Regions from separate parts of the Mus musculus genome. Here all the other regions are linked to region 3. The links are chromatin contacts, called in public Hi-C and HiChIP or PLAC-seq maps. All regions are on one chromosome and are shown on one strand. Each heading gives the region's core, a stretch centred on a gene start, on an enhancer-like site or on the middle of the called end of the contact. The rest is flanking DNA. Distances are from core to core; before and after follow the strand shown. Region 1 has its middle 97 kb from the start of Gm32357. Region 2 has its middle 140 kb from the start of Gm32357. Region 3 holds the start of Adamts5 (a disintegrin-like and metallopeptidase (reprolysin type) with thrombospondin type 1 motif, 5 (aggrecanase-2)).

Region 1 (2,705 bases), core at 34-2,533, 240 kb after region 3:
TGGACAAATATATTTATGCTGTTTTCTGCTATTTATCCTGTGACAAATTGCTGCTACATTTCAGGAAGCTAATAAGTCACCGAGCTTTGGCAATTCCTTGAATTATTTAATCTTATAGATGTTGCTAGTTTATTCATGAAACAACAAATTAATCTCATTCTTAACTTACCCTGCCCTAATTTTGTGAGATAAATGTTGAGGCTTTTGCCATTCTGTTTGTAAATGAACCCATCTTTTAGGGATAAGACAGAAGCTTGGCCTATTTAAATGAATAGTTAGACATGACTGGGAGATGTCAGAAAGTGATGTTCCAGGAAAATATCCAGAAAAAAGAAGACGGCTGAACCTTAGCTCTTCTTCAAAGGGGAAATGGGGAGGAGCTCTGTGAGCAATGAATAACTAATCATTTTGGACATTTTATCCCAACAATTTGAGTTGCAATTCAAGATATGTGTTTTTATGTCAAAAATTATTGTATCTTGTTTTGTCCTGTTTGTTGGTTTGTTGCTGTCCTTTGAAGGCTGCTCTTTTTCTGAAGAGAACCAGAGGACAAGTGGATCTGGGACAGAGGAGAAGTGAGTGGGGGCTGGGAACAGTGGGAGGAGGAGGAACTATGGTCAAGATATATTGTATTCAACTAAAAAAAAGTTTAACGTTTTTCAGATAGAAAACTCTAACTTACATTCAACATATTCCCATACACGATCCCATAGGAAGAATAACAATATCAATCAACTCAGATTTCCCAAAGCATCCAGAGTACCCATGGAGGTACCCATGGCTCCAGCTGCATGTGTAGCAGAATTGACTTGTCTGGCATCGATGGTAGGGGAGCCCCTGGGTCGTGTGTAGGCTTGATTTGTTGAGAGCTTTTGGTGCCACTTCTAGGAATTTGACATTTGTCACTGGGCTCAGACAAGGAAGTAGGCTCATATAAGAATATGAGAAACAATGATTGTGGGGCTTTGTTTGCTACTTTGCTTGTGTGATCCTTTTGCTTACTACTTTACTTAGTTACTATCTTGTGTGATATCCTTGTTTACTACTTTGTTTCATCACTTTGTCTTTGATCTAAGAACTGACCGTGTTCTGGATGGACCTAGAATGATATTAAAAGCAGGCTGGAGGGAAAGAAGGCTGCTTCAGCCTCAGCCCTGGCTGGAGTCAGGCTATCATTTTGTGTAACTGTTTTTTTTTCCTTTTCAATCCTCACTCCCTCGCCTGAGACTCTGCTGACTGACTCAGCTGGCTTGGTCACTGGATGATCCAACAGAGTGGAATGCTAGGGCACTGAGGCAGGGGTGGTGGCTGAGTGCTGAAGCACTCTCATAGAAGCAGAGGGAAGCGGGAGAGGATAGGGAGTTTGTAAAGGGGAAACTAGGAAGGGGGATAAAGTTGGAAATCTAAACAAAGAAAATAAAGAAAAATAAAATAAAATGCTTTGTAGAAGGACATGAACATCAAAGAGAATAAACCAAACAAAATTAAAATCCTGCCAAAATTTGTTTCAAATGACTCAAGGAGCCAGTGTTTGGAAGTTTGATATACAGGTTTCAGTACTGTCTTTGGCTTTTATCTAAAAATGATATGAAGCATCTGAAGGTAAAAATGTAATATGCTGGTTACTTACGAATATATAGTTTTATCTGCTCATTTAAAAATATTACTCAATTATTTTGTCTTTATAAATAGCTATGTTTATTATCTATTATCTAGCCACATGTACTTTTGTACTCGTGGATAGATTATGTCTTTCCTGGTTGATGGCTGTGGTTAATTTTTAAGTATATATTTTTGAAATTTTAATTACAAATTCTCCCTTCTAACTCCTTCCATGCACCCCTTTACTTGCTGTCAAATTCATGGCCTTTTTTTCTTTTCAATTGAATATAGAGGCCAGTTAAGAGCTAAGGAACTCTAGACCAGGATGAATTCAAGCAAAGAGTATTGAGAAAACAATGCAAGATTATGAGTCATAAATATTACTGCACGCGTTGCAACTTTATCTCTTTGAAGCTATCTTACATGTCATGTAACATACCAGGAAAACAATTATCCCTGGATAAAGGGTTAATATTGCCTAGATATCAAGAGGAAAGAATATTAAAGAAGACCATGTACCAACAACCTTCAAAGCAATGCCCATCTGACATATCGCTGCCTTCTTAGGTAAAAACTAGACAACCTCTTTCACCTTTCAGTCATTTTATTGAGAACTTAATATCGTTTGCTGAGACTGTTTGCTTCATTCAAATAGTCGCATCCTGAAGAAACTGCTCATAGACCTCTCAGGGTTGGTTGATGTAATAACAGTCCACACTTCCATAAGATTCTGTACTCATAAGCTCTATTGGGGAGAGTGGCATTATCCCTTTTCTGTAGGACATACAGCTTTGAGCAGGTCTTCTAGAAGAATCGATTACAAAGGAAAGACACTTCAAAGGTCCATGGAGTGTGTGGAGGCTGTAAGTAACCGGATGACTTCTGTGACAGACAACACTGACAAGACTTACTCTGGTCCCACTTCTTCCTGTGAGGCAGGTGTCCATACTCCTTGAGAGAGGACGAGAGTCACAGAGTCTTCTATAAATAAAAAGATCCAGTAAATTGTAGCTTTTTCAGGTTAGCTTTAAGCCAATCATGCTTCTATAGTTCATTGGTCAGGCAAACTTTATATGCCCCAGTACAGGGGAATGCCAGGGCCA
Region 2 (2,892 bases), core at 150-2,649, 190 kb after region 3:
CACACAGCTTACTATATGAACCTCAGTTCTGTAGGGCTTCTTTATAAATAGACACTGCTGAGTCACTGTGATTTATTATTTTGGTAAAATTTCAGAGTAGTAGCTATGAACTTTTTATAAAATAATGTACAGGACTGAGAAAGAGCTGAAGGCAATTAACAGGATGGAATTTTGTTTCAGTCAGACAAAAACCATCTCTACTTCAGGGTAGACATTCAAAACATGGCATGTTCCCTCTTGACCTCTCTTCTGTATTAATGATGAATCCAAAAGAAAAAAAAAGAAAGAAAGAAAAAACAAAACAAAACAAAACCCAGGAACAAGAAAAAGGACACTCAATCTTTCTTGCTGTGATCAGACAGAGAGGCTAAAGGAAGGACGCCTCCTTTGTAGAGAAGATGAGCATAGTGCTCCACAGTTCTATTCTGTCCATGCTACCCTCAGGGACTACCTTAGAGACAAGTTGGAATTTGTCACTTTGGGCAGAGTGAATGTCACACTATAGAAAGGAAACAAAGATTCTCACAAGAGAACAAAGAAAGGTGAGTGACCCAAGGACTTGAGTTGAAAGTTATATTTTTGGAGTGATTTCTAAGGCATTTTAGAAAAGCTCTGGATAAAATAATTCATTTATTTCCTTTTTCTTCTGTGGTTGTCTGACTTCAGTGTATTTAAGGTTATGCAGAGCAGCTTAGTATAATACAACTGCTGACATTTCATTCAGGGAAGCAATTAGTTCCCATTAATTTTGCTGTTCAGAAATGACAAATCATAGGTATTGGGGGGTTGTTTATGTATGTGTTGCAAACAAATATTTGTTTGTTTGCATGAGTATGTATTGTGTGTGCCTGCATGTGTGTGTGTGTGTGTGTGTGTGTGTGTGTGTACATGTTAGTAAAATATGAGATTGACACTTTGGGATATTTTCCTTAACATACATACACACACACACACACACACACACACACACACACACACACACACACACACACACACATATATATCACAATTTCTTACTGAAACTGAATCTCACGAATTCAGCTAAATTTATAGTCAATGAACTCCATAGACCTAGCTGTCACTATCTCCCAGTGATGTCATTACAGACATGTGCTACCATGTCAGGCTATGAGTCCTAGAGCTCTAAATTCAGTATCCCACCCAGCCTACAATGACATTATGAGAAACTCTGCTGTCTTTCTCTGTTTGCCCCTGCTCTGTGACTTGCCCAGGAGAGACAAACAACGGTCTATTCACTGCACACAGAACACTGACAATAGGTCAAGGAAATGATTCCAGTAAAGGCTAAATTGATGATCCAGTGAGTTTACTGGGCTTACTGGCAAGAATGTGGGTGTGGGGTTACTTACAAAAGCATAAGTGACTCAAGGTCCACTGCATTCCTGAAAAGCCCAGGTCAGCATGGTGATGAGTCATTGAAGCTACATCTCTGGAGTTTCCTATCCAGTCTCTCCCTTCCAGAGATAGCTACTACATTTATAGCCAATGGGCGGTGCTTTGGGAATGTGGGACTTCCTAAGTTTCCTGGGTCTTGTAAGTTTCATTAGCATTCTGAAGCTTCTTTGATTCCCTCAATGAGAGAATGTTGCTGAGGAAATATATTTTTCTGGGATATCAATTTCATTGTACCTCAGAGAGAAATTGAAGCTATAGGAGTAAAGGCGCCTCAAATAAATAAATCTCCATTTATCCCATCTTTTTGAAGCACTGTCTTTTAGTGAATTTTTGACATTTAAATTATATTTTGTTTTGTTTTGTTTTATTTCTATCTCTTTCAATAGAATCCTCCATTTTTTTCAGAGATCACTAAATGTGTAAAAATATTCTAGTATTCAGTGTGTTTTGCTATTACCCAGCTATTCAATGTTGAATATACAAGTTCAGTTTTTTCCATTTATTCCTTTAATCCTTTTCTCTAAGTGATCTCATTCTTTTACGTAAATACAGGCATGATATGTTTGCCAAAAATTCCCAAATGTATGACATTTGTTTGACTTTGTTTTTTAGCTTTGTATCTGTATATTACAACGATTTTTGTGCTTCTGGTTACCATATCTATGGAACAAATACTGGTAGCCTACAGGATGAAAGTCTTTATTTTTGTTTATAATTGTATTACTCCCATATATTTCAAAAGGGCAATACAGCATTATGCCTATTTTATCTTTTATTAATTCTTATCATTATCTACTTATTTTCTTTGATTTTGGTGAATGATCTTACAAAAATAAAATTTGCTTAGATCATTTTCAATATTTTTGCTTTACAAAGAAGTCATGGGGCTGGAAAAATGGCTCAGTGCCCTTATTGCCAAACCTGATGACTTGTGTTCAGATTCTAGGGCTTAAATCATTGAAAGTGAAAATTAAATTCCTTAAGTTGTCCTCTGTCTTCACACTCATGATGCAGTATGAATGTTTATGAATGAGTGTGTGTATATATGCGTGTGTATGTCTAACAGAGAGAGAGAGAGAGAGAGAGAGAGAGAGAGAGAGAGAGAGAGAGAGAGAGAGGGCATTATGAAAAGGGATTTATTTTAAGTTGACTTATATGGTAGTAGCTGTATATTTCAATAATATCAGTCTGATCTCTGGATGAGGAGAGAATTCAATAGTGGCTCAGTCTAAAATTTTGAACACTTCAATTGTCACAAACCCAAATCTGGTATTGAATTGAGAAGTATTTCTGGAACCACTGGTATGAAGTCTATCTACATTGGAAAACAGAATGAGATGGAGTCCAGAGTCAGTTAAGGATCAGGGCAGCACAAATATCATGCACTCACTCAGCAGGTACAAGCAAGGCAAGGTCATGTACACTGCTTCTAATTCAGTCGTCTCTGTATCTGAAAACTGCCACACTATGCTCAGA
Region 3 (2,700 bases), core at 58-2,557:
GAGGTCAAAGACAGCTAGGGATCGAGGGCTGCCGTCCACGGTGCCTCTGTAGAAACAGTGACCCCGGTGGCCAGAGGATGCGCTCAGCCCTCCTCCTGCAGTAACGATGCTACCAGCAGCACCCACTGTGTCATCTCTCTCCAGGTCCAGCAGGAACCTCCGGCCGCCCGCGTAGACAAGGTAGCCCACTTTGCCACCGCCAGAGTAGAGTTGGTCTATATTCTGGACCAGCCCGCCGCTCCTGCGCTGCCCGGCCAAGGGTTGTAAATGGCCTCGCTCCCGTGTTTCCTCCCCCTGCGGCTGGTCCGGCTCGGCGGCCGCTGCTGCAGCCTGAGGCTGCCTGGTTTTATCCTGGGCAGGTGCCGCGGCGGGGCTGTCAGCGGCCAGGGACAGGCAGGACGCGCTCAGCAGCAGCAGTAGCAGCAACAAGGGCGCCCACTCGAGCCGCATAGTGCGCTGCCCGCCGGGAGGGGCTGCGCGACTGAGTCTAGCTGGATGCTTGCTATTTGCTATAGAAGTTTCAGGGGCGGGGGTGGGGGGCTCGCCCTCCCACCCACCCACCCACAGCCGCACACTCTACACACTGGCGTGCAAGGTTGAGTCAAGTGTCCAGGAAAGGGTAGGGGGAATCCGCAGCAGAGAGCCAGCCTGGCCTGGCACCGGTGCCACTGTGAGAACTTTTTCTTTGTTGGTTTGGAAAATGTTTGGAATGGAGGTCCAAGAGACGGAGGAAGAAAAATTTTAAATAAAATAAAAGAAAAAAAATTAAATAAAGGGTGGTGTTGGTGGGAGTAAAAGCCAAGAGGTGGAGAGCAACCAAATACAAAAAAGGAGAGAGGCCCAACGCAGACAAGATCTTTGCACAAACAGATCAAAACAAACGAGCTAAGAGAGTAAGAAGGGCGACCGCGCTGGCCCGCAACTGGTGCGCGTCCGCTCCCGCCCCCTCGAAGCCCGGGGCTGGCGGGCTGCAAAGCTTCCAAGCTCCGACCCACTTCCTTTCTTATTCTCAGGGCTTCCTCGGCTCCGCTGGAACCCGAAGGCAGGGAGAAATGAGACGGGAGAAAAGAAAAGGAAAGAAAGCAAGCAAAGGAAACACCTAAAAATGTTTAAAATCAAAAGCTAGGAGGCGGCCTGCGGAGAGCCAGCGAGGCGGCGCGTCCCGGTCCCTTCCGTTGCCGCGTCCTCCCGCCCGGGATCATCCCCAGTCGGCTGCTACGGGCGCGGAGAGCGGCTCAGGCGCTGTGAAGATGCGAGGAGGTGGGACAATGAATTTATAGCGGCGTGCCATCCTGCAATGGCAATTTCAACAATTCGTCACTGCACGCTGCCTCTTAAAGGGAGAGCTTCCCCCACCACTCCCACCCTTCCCGGTCCGCGCCTAATCTGATGGGGGAGGGAGCAGCGAGAGGAGGAGGGTGATCGAGGAAAGGCAGACCGGGAAGGAGGAAGGGGCCAGAACCTAGCAAGGTGGAAGGAGGGACAAAGGAGGGAGTAAGGGTGAGAAAGAGATTGAGAGAGAAAAAGTATTTGGGCAGAAAACAAGAAAATTCTCTTGGCCTCATTTAAAGCCACAGCAACTCCGGTTCTGTGTGGTATTTCACAACCAATCGGGGTTGGCTAACCTCGGCTTACCTCATCTCCTGAAGGGGTGTTTTGGTGTGTTTTTAAAGTCTCTCTCTGCCTCCTTCCCCTTGCTGTTCTTGAGCGGGATATGAAGTTCTTGCTTCATTTTGCCGGCCAGTGCGCTCTGGCCTTGTAGACCTGGTAACTTCACTGGTCAGGGCAGCCGCCTGTGCAACCCCAAGTCCCTCTCTCTTTTCCCTGGTTCTCTCCAGTCGGTCCCGGTAGCTGATTTCCAGCCTCCTCATCTCCTAGCTTGTTCACGTTCCAACACTTGCTGACTTCGGGCTAGGGGTGACTAACTTCTCCCGGCCATCAGCTGAGCAGCCAGGCAGCCACCGGTGCTTCCTGGCGCGTCTCTGGGCATGCAGCACTGCGGTGACCCCAACAGGGCCGGCTGCGGCCTGGGAAGTCCTTGGCTTTGTGTATAAATGGCGGTACTCCCAGCTTTTTTTCCAGGGCATAGTTGGTCAGTGCCCACAATCTGTCACTTATCCCAGCCACTGGAACTCTGAGCTGTAGGATGTCAGGGTGGGAAAGAGTTAACTCTTGAAGGGGAATCTGCACCCCCACCCCAGACTTTTACATTTGTGCTCACACTTTCTGGCAAACACTCCTTTGTTTGTTTACTTGCTACTCTTCTTATAAGTCAGCCACTCACTGTCAGCCCTCTCATTTTCAAAGCTCATATCCCAGGGAAGAATACTTGAGGGGAGGTGATTGGTGGTTATTAGTAGGCAGGTGGCATGGCCCCTGCTACTCAGTTCCTCCATCCTTTGTTTCCTCTAATTATCAATTCTAAGAAGGTGAAAGGAAACCCTAGTGACTTTCTCACAGCAAGTTGACCTGTGCCAGGGTCCAGTACTGGTCTCTGCACACACCCCGGGATAATTTACACATCTCCATCCCTTTTAACTCCACTCCTTCAGAGGAGAGCAGGCACACTTACATAGCTTTTTCAGATGATACATTCTCACGGAAGGTACCACGAGGGCCAAGACTGGAGAAGGCCAAACAACAGTTAAAGTAAAAGAGGGCATGGATTTGAGAGAGAACAAGGTGTGTGTGGGGTGGACG

The links. A called contact is a pair of places that touch in the nucleus more often than the background predicts. HiChIP or PLAC-seq counts read pairs in DNA pulled down with a chosen protein or histone mark.
Region 1: a Hi-C map of embryonic fibroblasts shows a contact between it and region 3, with 2.1 times the contacts expected there. The contact joins the enhancer-like site here to the promoter of Adamts5 in region 3. A contact is called at or near these places in 2 of 39 promoter capture datasets (both in the 3T3-L1 cell line), 6 of 484 Hi-C or Micro-C datasets (adipose-derived mesenchymal stem cells, dorsal root ganglion neurons, embryonic fibroblasts and 2 more), 4 of 115 datasets of contacts at active chromatin or transcription factors (fibro-adipogenic progenitors, heart atrium, neural progenitor cells and 1 more) and 1 of 9 other capture datasets (adipose tissue).
Region 2: an H3K27ac HiChIP or PLAC-seq map of the NIH/3T3 cell line shows a contact between it and region 3, with 4 times the contacts expected there. The contact joins the enhancer-like site here to the promoter of Adamts5 in region 3. A contact is called at or near these places in 1 of 39 promoter capture datasets (the 3T3-L1 cell line), 2 of 484 Hi-C or Micro-C datasets (embryonic fibroblasts and myocytes), 3 of 115 datasets of contacts at active chromatin or transcription factors (the NIH/3T3 cell line, embryonic limb bud and vascular smooth muscle cells) and 2 of 9 other capture datasets (adipose tissue and pancreatic islet).

Annotation. Positions count from the first base shown.
Region 1 is chr16:86,137,113-86,139,817 of GRCm38.p6, forward strand. No RefSeq gene overlaps it. Among named protein-coding and RNA genes, the nearest start is that of Gm32357, 97 kb to the right of the region's middle. Within about 2 kb of position 1,284, at least 54 of the 459 cell types and tissues checked have an H3K27ac peak or open chromatin away from gene starts, as enhancers often do. A contact at or near this core is called in adipose tissue, adipose-derived mesenchymal stem cells, embryonic fibroblasts and 2 more, where this site is marked.
Region 2 is chr16:86,093,287-86,096,178 of GRCm38.p6, forward strand. No RefSeq gene overlaps it. Among named protein-coding and RNA genes, the nearest start is that of Gm32357, 140 kb to the right of the region's middle. Within about 2 kb of position 1,400, at least 45 of the 459 cell types and tissues checked have an H3K27ac peak or open chromatin away from gene starts, as enhancers often do. A contact at or near this core is called in the NIH/3T3 cell line, embryonic fibroblasts and myocytes, where this site is marked.
Region 3 is chr16:85,899,818-85,902,517 of GRCm38.p6, forward strand. It overlaps Adamts5 (a disintegrin-like and metallopeptidase (reprolysin type) with thrombospondin type 1 motif, 5 (aggrecanase-2)), which reads right to left and starts at 1,308. Exons shown (of 8, transcript NM_011782.2): 1 at 1-1,308. The coding sequence starts at 450. It overlaps Gm46558 (a long non-coding RNA gene), which reads left to right. Exons shown (of 3, transcript XR_001781962.2): 1 at 1-180; 2 at 1,014-2,700.